2 separate regions of the Mus musculus genome follow, and region 2 is linked to region 1. Evidence: chromatin contacts called from public HiChIP or PLAC-seq data. All regions are on one chromosome and are shown on one strand. Each heading gives the region's core, a stretch centred on a gene start, on an enhancer-like site or on the middle of the called end of the contact. The rest is flanking DNA. Distances are from core to core; before and after follow the strand shown. Region 1 holds the start of Zfp13 (zinc finger protein 13). Region 2 holds the start of Mmp25 (matrix metallopeptidase 25).

Evidence for each region. HiChIP or PLAC-seq counts read pairs in DNA pulled down with a chosen protein or histone mark.
Region 2: a contact with region 1 is called in an H3K4me3 HiChIP or PLAC-seq map of embryonic stem cells, with 40 read pairs. The contact joins the promoter of Mmp25 here to the promoter of Zfp13 in region 1. A contact is called at or near these places in 5 of 39 promoter capture datasets (the 3T3-L1 cell line, hippocampal neurons, liver and 2 more), 6 of 15 datasets of contacts at CTCF or cohesin (the G1E-ER4 cell line, the NIH/3T3 cell line, embryonic stem cells and 3 more), 29 of 484 Hi-C or Micro-C datasets (CD4 T cells, the G1E-ER4 cell line, the HL-1 cell line and 21 more), 12 of 115 datasets of contacts at active chromatin or transcription factors (double positive thymocytes, effector CD8 T cells, embryonic fibroblasts and 6 more) and 3 of 9 other capture datasets (adipose tissue, liver and pancreatic islet).

Annotation. Positions count from the first base shown.
Region 1 is chr17:23,583,094-23,587,942 of GRCm38.p6, forward strand. Zfp13 (zinc finger protein 13) reads right to left here and starts at 3,159. Exons shown (of 6, transcript NM_001356268.1): 1 at 2,868-3,159; 2 at 2,345-2,481. The coding sequence starts at 2,401.
Region 2 is chr17:23,642,649-23,647,218 of GRCm38.p6, forward strand. It overlaps Mmp25 (matrix metallopeptidase 25), which reads right to left and starts at 2,621. Exons shown (of 10, transcript NM_001033339.4): 1 at 1,943-2,621; 2 at 1,391-1,523. The coding sequence starts at 2,206. It also overlaps the pseudogene Gm7773 and a transcript of Bicdl2 not described here.

The DNA of each region.
Region 1 (4,849 bases), core at 1,909-4,408:
CACCTGAACTCGAGAACCCACATCCCAGGGAACCCCATACCTGGCTGGGGTGGTCCACGGTAAAAATTAAGCTACCAATCTTGAAATCAAATCACTGGAGCCCTGCAGTGGTGGCTCATGTCTTTAATCTCAACACTCTGTAATCTCAAGATCTCTGTGAGTTCAAGGCCAGCCTGATCAACAACGGTTAATTCTAGGACAGCCAAGGCTATACGGAGGAGGGAAGGAGAAGGGGGGAGGGAGAGGAGGAAAGAAAGAAAGAAAGAAAGAAAGAAAGAAAGAAAGAAAGAAAGAAAGAAAGAAAGAAAGAAAGAAAGAAAGAAAGGGAAAGGGAAAGGGAAAGGGAAAGGAAAGGAAAGGAAAGGAAAGGAAAGGAAAGGAAAGGAAGAGAAAGAAGAGAAAAGAGAAAAAGAAAGAAATCAAATCATTGGAACTTTAGCCCTACATCCAGTGATTCAGATCTTGATATGAAGAGAAGGTACAGTCAGATCTGGTGGTGCTAACTTGGGAAGCTGAAGCAGGAGGACAGCAAGTTCAAGACCTACCATGGCTACTAAGAGAGTTCAAGGCCACATAAAAAACTTAGCAAATCTGTTTCAAAAATAAAAGGCTGAAAGAGGCCTTGAGATGGAACTTAGTAGAAGACTGCCTGTAATGTGTCTAAGGACCAGGGTGCAGCCCTTAGTGTGTGTCTCTCTCCGTCCCTCCCTCCCTCCCTCCACAGACACGCACAGGCAGGAGGCTGGGGAGCATAGCTCAGTGACAGAGTGCTTGTTAGGGTTACTAGGTCTGACCCCCAGCACTGTCCAGAAACAAACAACAAACAAAGGCACGGAGGTTGGAAAAATGGCTCAACAGTTAGAGCACTTACTACTGCTGCAGAAGACCTGAGTTATGTTCCCAGCATCCATGTTGGACAGCTTAGAGCGACCTGGAACTCCAGCTCCAGGGAATTTCATGCTCTCTTTGGACCACAAGCATCTGTGTTCTCTGCCCCCCACCGTCACACACACACACCATACATACATATAAATAAAAATAAGTAAAAAAGAGGAAAGAAGGAGGAGGAGGCACAGAGAACAAGATGGAGCCACACACATACTTGGCTCTAGGAATAGCCAGAGCCATGAAAAGTCTCCCTTCCTGAAAGCCATCCAAGGGAGCAGGCCTTGTACAGCTATGAGAGACTAAACCCAGGTGCCTAAGCCTCTCCGTTAATGGGAACTTCCCAGGCAGTCACAAGAAGCCAACACACCCAGGCTGGAAGATACAAGAAGGGCCTGAACCACCAAGCTCTAAAGCCTCCCTTACACTGGGGGGTGAACGCCTGATGAGTTCCCACCTAGAAACCATGATGGAGCCAGTTGGCCTTCCCCTCCCTGCCTGGGACTGACTGCTGGTCTGGACTCAGCTGCTCTATCGCCTGCATAAAACAGTTAGAAGGTTGAATGAGAGACAGTTGTCTACTCCAGAAAGTTCTAGATAAACAAAGAGCAATGCAAGCAATTACAACTGTTGCTCCACCAGTGTGCAGCTGACAGGGTATGACATCAGCAGAGAATGCAGATACACAAGGCTCACTGGGTATCAGAGGAAGGGACACTGGATACTGGTAACAATTCTTTAAGTGTCTACACCATAAAAGCAGCAGTACTTGTACCAGTGTATATTTATTAATAGTTATAACACCAACAGAACTAGGTGGGAGGATCCCAGTCCCGCTGACTTGGTCTGGTAGTTCTGGGTGTTCTCGCTTCATGGACCACAGGAGTCATCAGTTACAGGCTCACAAACTGCTTACAGACGACTCACACACTCATTATCTCCTTCGAGCCTACCAGTGACCTAGTAAGACAAGTGGGAGTGAGTCAACTTTACACACAGCACAAGTAGTTCCCACAGAGCAGGGCTGCCCAAGGTAACACACCAGGCCTGAGGCTGAGTCAGAATCCTCTAGCTCCAAGACCGGGAGTCCAAGCCTGGACCCACAAAGATGGCGATTACACACACACACACACACACACACACACACACACACACGCACGCACACACCTAGTAACAGGCAGAACTAGAACTTGGACACAGAGAGGTAAGCTATGAGGAGGTGCAACCCAAGAGAAAGAAAGTGGGCAGTAGAGGACTTTCCTGTGTTCTGTGGGCACTATGCCCCTTACTGGACAGAACAAAACCAGTTACACTGAAAAGACCAGTTGGAAGCTATTTTCCATGATTACACCTCTTCTCCCACAGTGACTCTCATGCTTCCTTTTGTCCAGACACAGGTTTTGAAAACACCCTCTCCTACAGTTCAAGGCATCCCTCCCTAGCTAGGATCCCAGGATACCTCATGGGATTTCTCCTCGTTCTCAGTAGCCGCGATGCTTTGACTGTCTGCAGACATCTTCCACTTCAGAGCCAGGAAAAACAGCAAATGGTTCTTTCCCTTGCTAGTCGAGCCCCGTCCAGGTTTTAGCCAAGAACCTGGAAAAGAGGAAAGTAATCACTACCGTAGGAACACTTCCAAAGTGTCCAGCACTCCCCATGCCTGACCACAGTGCATACGAAGTCTGCCAGCCCCTACGGTGCCCCGCGGTGAATGATATTTTCTGGTTTCTCGGAAAGGAATGGTATTGTCCCCTTTGTCACTGAAGCAAGAGCCCTAAATCTCAGTGAAGCCAGGTGATGGCAAGTGAGGGCTGAATCAGGGCTTCTTGTCAATGAGGTGCAGAAACTTCTGCGGAGAGCCTGCCAAGGAGGCGCCAGTGCGTTGATGCCTGCTGTGTGCCCCAGCCGGACACAGAGCTTCGCCTGAAACCCACAAATTAGCTGCCACCGTCAGCCGTTCTCTCAAAGCTGCAGCTTCCCACCTGGGAACGATCATCGTGGTCGTGGTCTGGGTGGTACGTGTCCTCATCTTCCCAATCCTGGGTCCAGCCCCTTCATTATCGCTTGCCAGCATTCCACCTTTGACCCTGCCCCCTTCTGCAAGCTGACTGCACGAGCCGATTTCCATGTGCCTTCCCTAGCATCCCCTTCACACAAGGAGGAAACAAAGGAGACCCGGGGGTGAAGGTGGGAATGGAGACCCCCTCCCTAGAGTGAAACCAGTGTCTGCAGCCAGAACAGAACGGATGGAGAAGCCCGGTGGAGGCTGGGATTAGGGACAACAGGAAGTTCCTTCCAGATCCCATTCCCCAACTCAGCTGTAGCTTTACAGAGTTCCCAGATTTGAGGGTTCCGGTCCTGGGGTCCCTTGCCTCTGCTGCACCTGCTTTTGGCTTGGGAGAAAGTGTCAGTGCTGGCTCTCAACGCTTACTATACCCAACGGTATCTATAAACACGAAACAGAAAAAACGGAAGATGCTCTGAGCCTTGTGGCACATGCCTTTAATCCCAGCACTCGAGTGGCAGAGGTAGGCAGATCCTTGAATCCTTGAGTTCGAGGCCAGCCTCGGCTACAGGGCGAGTTCCAAGACAGCACAGAGAAACTGTCTCAAAAACAAAACATAATTTCTGGTGTTTTGTGACTCAAAGACAGCACTGTAGTCATCATAACGGAGCAGCATTATTGCGCTGAATGGAAGGAGCAGAGCCATTCTCTCTCGCACACCACACCCACACATCAGAAGGTCTTTTACTCCTCTGGAGCACTTTGGACCCTCCCAAACTGGCAGAGTGCTCCATCCCTGAGTGCACTTAGGAAACAGGATGAGACTCTCTGTAGCCCACCCTGATGCCTACCTGTCTACAAGATGGGAGAGGAATTGGATTTTAAAAGAATCATTTAGGCTCGATAATAGAGGCGTATGGAGACTGACCCAGGGTGAATTTGAGAGAGGGGGAGGTATGGGGGATGAGTATAGTTCAACTACATTGTACAGAACTCTGAAGAACTAGATAAGATATCATGGATTTGTTGTCTCCGCTATGTAGCCCTAGCTTCCCTGGAACTCACTATATAGACCATGCTGTCCTCTAACTCTCAGAGATCTGAAGATACTATGGTTTTTAAAAGACAGAGAGTGGGGTGGAGGGGTGGAGTGATGGCTCAGAGGTTTAGAGCATTGGCTGCTCTTCCAGAAGACTTATGTTCAATCTCTAGCACCCACGTGGTGGTATTCCTAGCAGATCTGACACCCTCTTCTGAATTCCAAGTGTCTTGCACCCACATGCCACACAGACATATATACAACAAAATATAATAACTTTTAAATAGGGGCTGATTCAGTTGTCCAAGATCCTGATGCTACCTTCAGACCTGGGGAACTAAGGCTCTAAGGGGGAAGAAAGTGACTGTGCTTCTCATTCCATCCAGAACAGGTCATAGCAGTGTTAGGAGAGGGGTGGAGTCTTAGCCTGAGAACACTTCCTGGGGCGGAATGGTCTGCAGGAATTCATCCTGTGCCTGCTGGCTACAGCTCATCACTCATCGAGTCTTTTGAGACTGGATCTTTCATTCCAAAAGGCAAATACTAGTGGCTGAACAGTGGTTTGATCCTATAATCTCAGAAGTGATCAGGAGGCTGAGGCAGAGGAGTACAAAAAGTGAAGCCAGGCAGAGAGGGCTACATAATTCACAGAAACTAGGGCTACGTGGCAAGAAATTGTCTTTAAAATTTAACAACAAAAAGGAGCAACCCTAGTTCCCTGCACAAGTTCATGAAAGAGTAGTAAACTCAATGCTCCAAGGTATGCTAATCATAAAACAGATTCCTTCCTCCACCCACCCGCTTCCTGGGTTCAAAGAGTATTCATTCAAAGAAAGTCACCCTGACCCACCCTGACCACTACTGGAACCCACTATGCAAAGGTGCTATTGCTAGGGGCTCTTAGATTGTTAGGGGCTCTT
Region 2 (4,570 bases), core at 1,371-3,870, 59 kb after region 1:
GCCCACTGATGAAGCCCATTGCCAGGTGTTTGTGTTATTGGTTGCTGAGAAAGAATCGAAAAATCTCCCTAGCAACCACAGCCCGGCCAATCCTGAGTTGCTACACCTGCACCAGACTCTTTCCTTGTACCCCTCCCATACCCATTTCTTGAGAATAGATATTGTTTAGATCTGGAAATCCCCTACTCCCTCCTTCTCCTTTCCCCTGTGAGGGCCTATAAAAACTGGGACCCCTTTCCCTCTGGGTCGACTCCTCTATCCCTGCATGGGATATGAGTCATCCCCAGAGCTCTGGCTTTCCTCAAATAAAGCCTCATGTGGTTTGCATCAAGCTTGGTCTCTCGTGAGTTCTTGGGGGTCCGCTATTATCCCAAGACTTGAGTGAGGGTTTCTCTTGTGAGGTCTTTCAAGCACGCACATACGCGCCAAGAGAAAGCAGGAGGAGCTGAGCAACGTGCTGGCAGTCATGAGGAAGGCGGCAGCCAAGAAGGATTGATGAACCCTCCCCCAATAAAAGATGGTTCCTACAGTTAAAAAAAAAAAAAAACCACTGAAAACAAACCCTGCACCCTGCAATTCAGATGAAGTTGCTCTCTGCCTTTGAGCCCCCCTTGCCTGGGTTCTTTGGAACAAACCTCTTCCCAGGTCACCTGATCAAGTTCTTGCTTGCCTAAGCCCCTCTTGAGATGTAGGCACCCCCAGGCAGATGAACTTGTGCCTTGTGCCTGTCACAGTTCTTCTGCAGTTGCTGAGATGTTTTCCTGTGGCTGTGTCCTATTTGTGATCGCAGTTTATAAGCTCATGGGACTTATTTCAGAGAGGCCTGCTCAGCTGGACACAGTAGTACAGACCTGGAATTCCAGCTCAGGCTGAGGCAGGTGGGTATAGAGTGTTAGGCTAATCTGTGCTACTTAGGAAGACTGTCAACAAAAACAAAATAGCCCTTTACCCTAATCAGACTAGTAGCTCTTAGCATCAGAATGGCCTCATCTGATGTAATTTTGCATATTGATGTTTTTTCTTTATTTCGAATGGGGACCAGATTTGTTCTGTCCCTGCTGCACTGGAGCCTGACAAAGACTGGCCAGTGAGAGTCCAAGGTCTGGGCTGGAACCTGAGACCAACATCTTTAACTTCTTGCAATTTAGGCACTCCCTGCGGTTTAAAGACTCCGAGCCATGCTGGGCAGTGGTGGCGCACGCCTTTAATCCCAGCACTCGGGAGGCAGAGGCAGGCGGATTTCTGAGTTCGAGGCCAGTCTGGTCTACAAAGTGAGTCCAGGATAGCCAGGGCTATACAGAGAAACCCTGTCTCGGGAAAAAAAAAAAAAAAAAAGACTCTGGGCCAATCATAGAGGCAGGCTTGTCCCGCAGCGTGGTGGGCTACCTACCCATTTGTCCAGTCTCAGGTAGTCCGGCAAATCTCTGCATGACTTTGATTGCATCCTGCAGTTTCTCAAGACTCTGCATCTGGGCGTGGACAGGATCCGCCGGTGGCAGGTAGCCATAGCGAGTCAGCCATTCCTAGATCACAGGATAGGATTGATGAAACTCTAAAAGGATGGGGCTTTCCCTTCTCACTATTTGAAAGTCCTGCCCTTCAGGGTAGGCAGAACCTCAGCTCCTAGCCCTGAATGATAGAACCTATCTCCCTTATACACACAATCATGGCCCCTATCCCCCAGCCCTGAGTTTGCCACCTTTATAGAACCAGCAGATGAGGCCCCAGCTTCCCATTTTAGCTCCTTTTCAAACTTCTGAATCTCAGCCACCAAACCTCCTGATAGAGACAGTATTCCAGAGCTCCAAGAGCCCACCCTCAGTCACTCTTCAGAACATTTGAAGCCAACCCCCTCTTCCCTTCAGACCAGAAGTCCGCCCCCACCCCCCCTTTCCTTTTACAGGTTCTGTGTGATCCCAGTTGCGGGTGGACCCCAGCTCACCACGCCCATGCTCACGACCTTCGCATCGGGATTCTGAGCGCGCACCGGCAGCAGCGGAACCAACAGAAGCGCCAGCAACGGGAGACCGAAAGCCGGCAGCCTCAAGATGCGTTCAGCTTGGACGGACCGCGGAGGCACGCGAAGAGGCCCTGACTCCCGCCGCCGTGGAAGTCTGGAGGAGGTCAGGGACCCGGTGCAGATCCAGGGAGCCGACACAAGGTAGTAGAGACGGGCAGGAGAGATCTGGGATCCTGGGAAGCACATCACGGGCTGAACGGCGATAATCGAGGGTCCAGGTGGCGCTGGGGAGTGGGGGTCCTGAGAGCGTGGAGAAGGCTCAGGAGGGGACAGAGGTCCGGCAAAGAGGTCCCCTACTCCTGTCTCCTCCAGGTCCAGCCTGGGCGAGGCGCCAACTGCCCAATATGCTAGTGGGAGCCTGGATGAGGCGGGGCTCACCCAGAGAAGCGTTAAGGGCGCGGTAGGGGAAGTAGCCCAATCTTCCAACGTCAGTGTCCAAGAGGAGGGTCAGGGGCTCTCCCTGTTCCCCACCGGCACGCAGGGACTCTCCTATGAGCTTAAGGGCCAGCTACAGTGGGGCAAGCCGGCTGACAAGTCCTCTACTCCGCCGTCTCAGTCTAAAAGTTTCTGTTCCCAGATCCATGCTCTGTCGCAGGGCTCTCTTCTGCTTCCTCAGGACCGCGGGCCGGGGGCGGGGTGGCCGGAGCTCCCCTCCCCCCACGCATCCTGCCGCCCTGCCGGGGGACCCCAGGCTGCCGGCCGTCTGAGCTCCGTAGCTTCCTTTCGCCGCGGGATCCTAGCCGGGCCCAGCTGTGCGCAGTATGGTTGCCCCGAACCATTGTTCCAACCCACCCAGATGTATGAGCCTCTGTTTTGAGCACAGAGCTCTGGCACCTCTAGACTCTAAATTCAGGTCCTGTTCCCATCTCAAAGTCCCCCCACCCCTCTCTGGACTAAGTTTAGGGTTTTTTGTTTATTTGTTTGTTTTGGTTTTTTTGGGGGGTGTTTGTTTGGTTTTGGGGTTTTTTGGAGGGTGGGTGGGCGGGTTTTTTTGGGTTTTTTTTGTTTGTTTGTTTGTTTGTTTTTGGTTTTTTTCGAGACAGGGTTTCTCTGTATAGCCCTGGCTGGAACTCACTTTGTAGGCCAGGCTGGCCTCGAACTCAGAAATCCGCCTGCCTCTCCCTCCCGAATGCTGGGATTAAAGGCGTGCGCCACCACGCCCGGCCGGACTAAGCTTTTTAAATCCAAAAATCTGCACACCAGGAGAAAAGCAAACGGAAAAAAAAAAAAAAAAAAAAAAAAAAAAAAAAAAAAAAAAAAAACACAATCACTGAGGAAAAGTTGAGGACCTGCAGAGCCTCCTCTCCAGCTAGAGAAACGCAGAGTACGAGATCTGATTTAGGTGAACAACGGTTGAGAGCACTCAGGAGTAATCAGGGTTCAGGCTGCGGGTCAGAATGGAAGGAAAGTGGTGAAAGGAATGTGTTGACTGCTCCGGGCCTGGAGCCACAGGAGGAGCTCCATTTGCATCTTAGACAAAATAAATCGTGGGCAGGATGTAGAAGCTGCAGATGTAACTTGGTATCCTGTATTCTTCTGCAGAGCTGTGGACAAATACCGCAGTCTGGGTGACTTAATACAAAAATTCGTTTTCTCACGGTCCTGGAAGGTCCAGGAGCCAGCGCTCGGTTTCTCCTGAGACCTCTAGGCATAGAGAGTGCCACGTCTCTTCACATGGTCATATCTGGATCATGACACCCCTGGTATGTCTTCCCCAGACCTTGAAGTAAACACATTACCAAGCAATGAGAATTAGAAATTCAGCATAAAAATACATAGGACATCCTCTGACTTTATTTTTTCTTTTATTTTTTTAAACCTTTTATTGATTCTCTGTGGAGTTTCACATCGTGTACCAAATCCCACTCATCTCCCCGTTCCTTCATATCTGCCCTCCACCCTTGCAACCTACCCCCAAAAGAAAACAAAAACCAAACCAAAACAACAACAACAACAAAAAATGTATTAAAAAACCAAACCAACTCGTCGAGAAAGCTGTAGTGTGCCACTGTTTTCTCACAATATACCCTTTTGTCCACACATTGCAAGTGTTCATTGCAATGAGTGCTTGCTTTGATTCAAGGCCCCTGGCTGCTGCCACACCATCAATACCAGATCCTCACTGGGACTTTTTTGAGACATCCTGTTACAGTCCTGTGTCATGGAGTTCCTGCAGCTTTGGATCTGCAGGTTCGGCCCCGTCATGCACTCCAGCAGTTCATAGATGAGGTAGATGTTGAGATGCGCCAACTCCAAGCCCTGGATCTGGGCCTGGGCGGCAGCTGAGCTGGTCAGCCAGCCAGTTCTCCCACACCCACACCTCCTCCAGGGTGAGCTCTCCAGCACTGCCCTGGCTACCTCACCCAGTATGGGCAAGGGCCAGAGACCGCTCCGCTGTTCTCATGCACTGGAACTGGCTCCCCTGAGCTACTGCCACCAGAGCCAGGCAAAATGAAGGGCCTCGCTCTCAGAGTTCCTCAACCAATGAGGGGTGGGGCCAGCTCTGCCCAGCCCTTGAACATCCACATGGTCCCAGGCGGCACCCCAGAC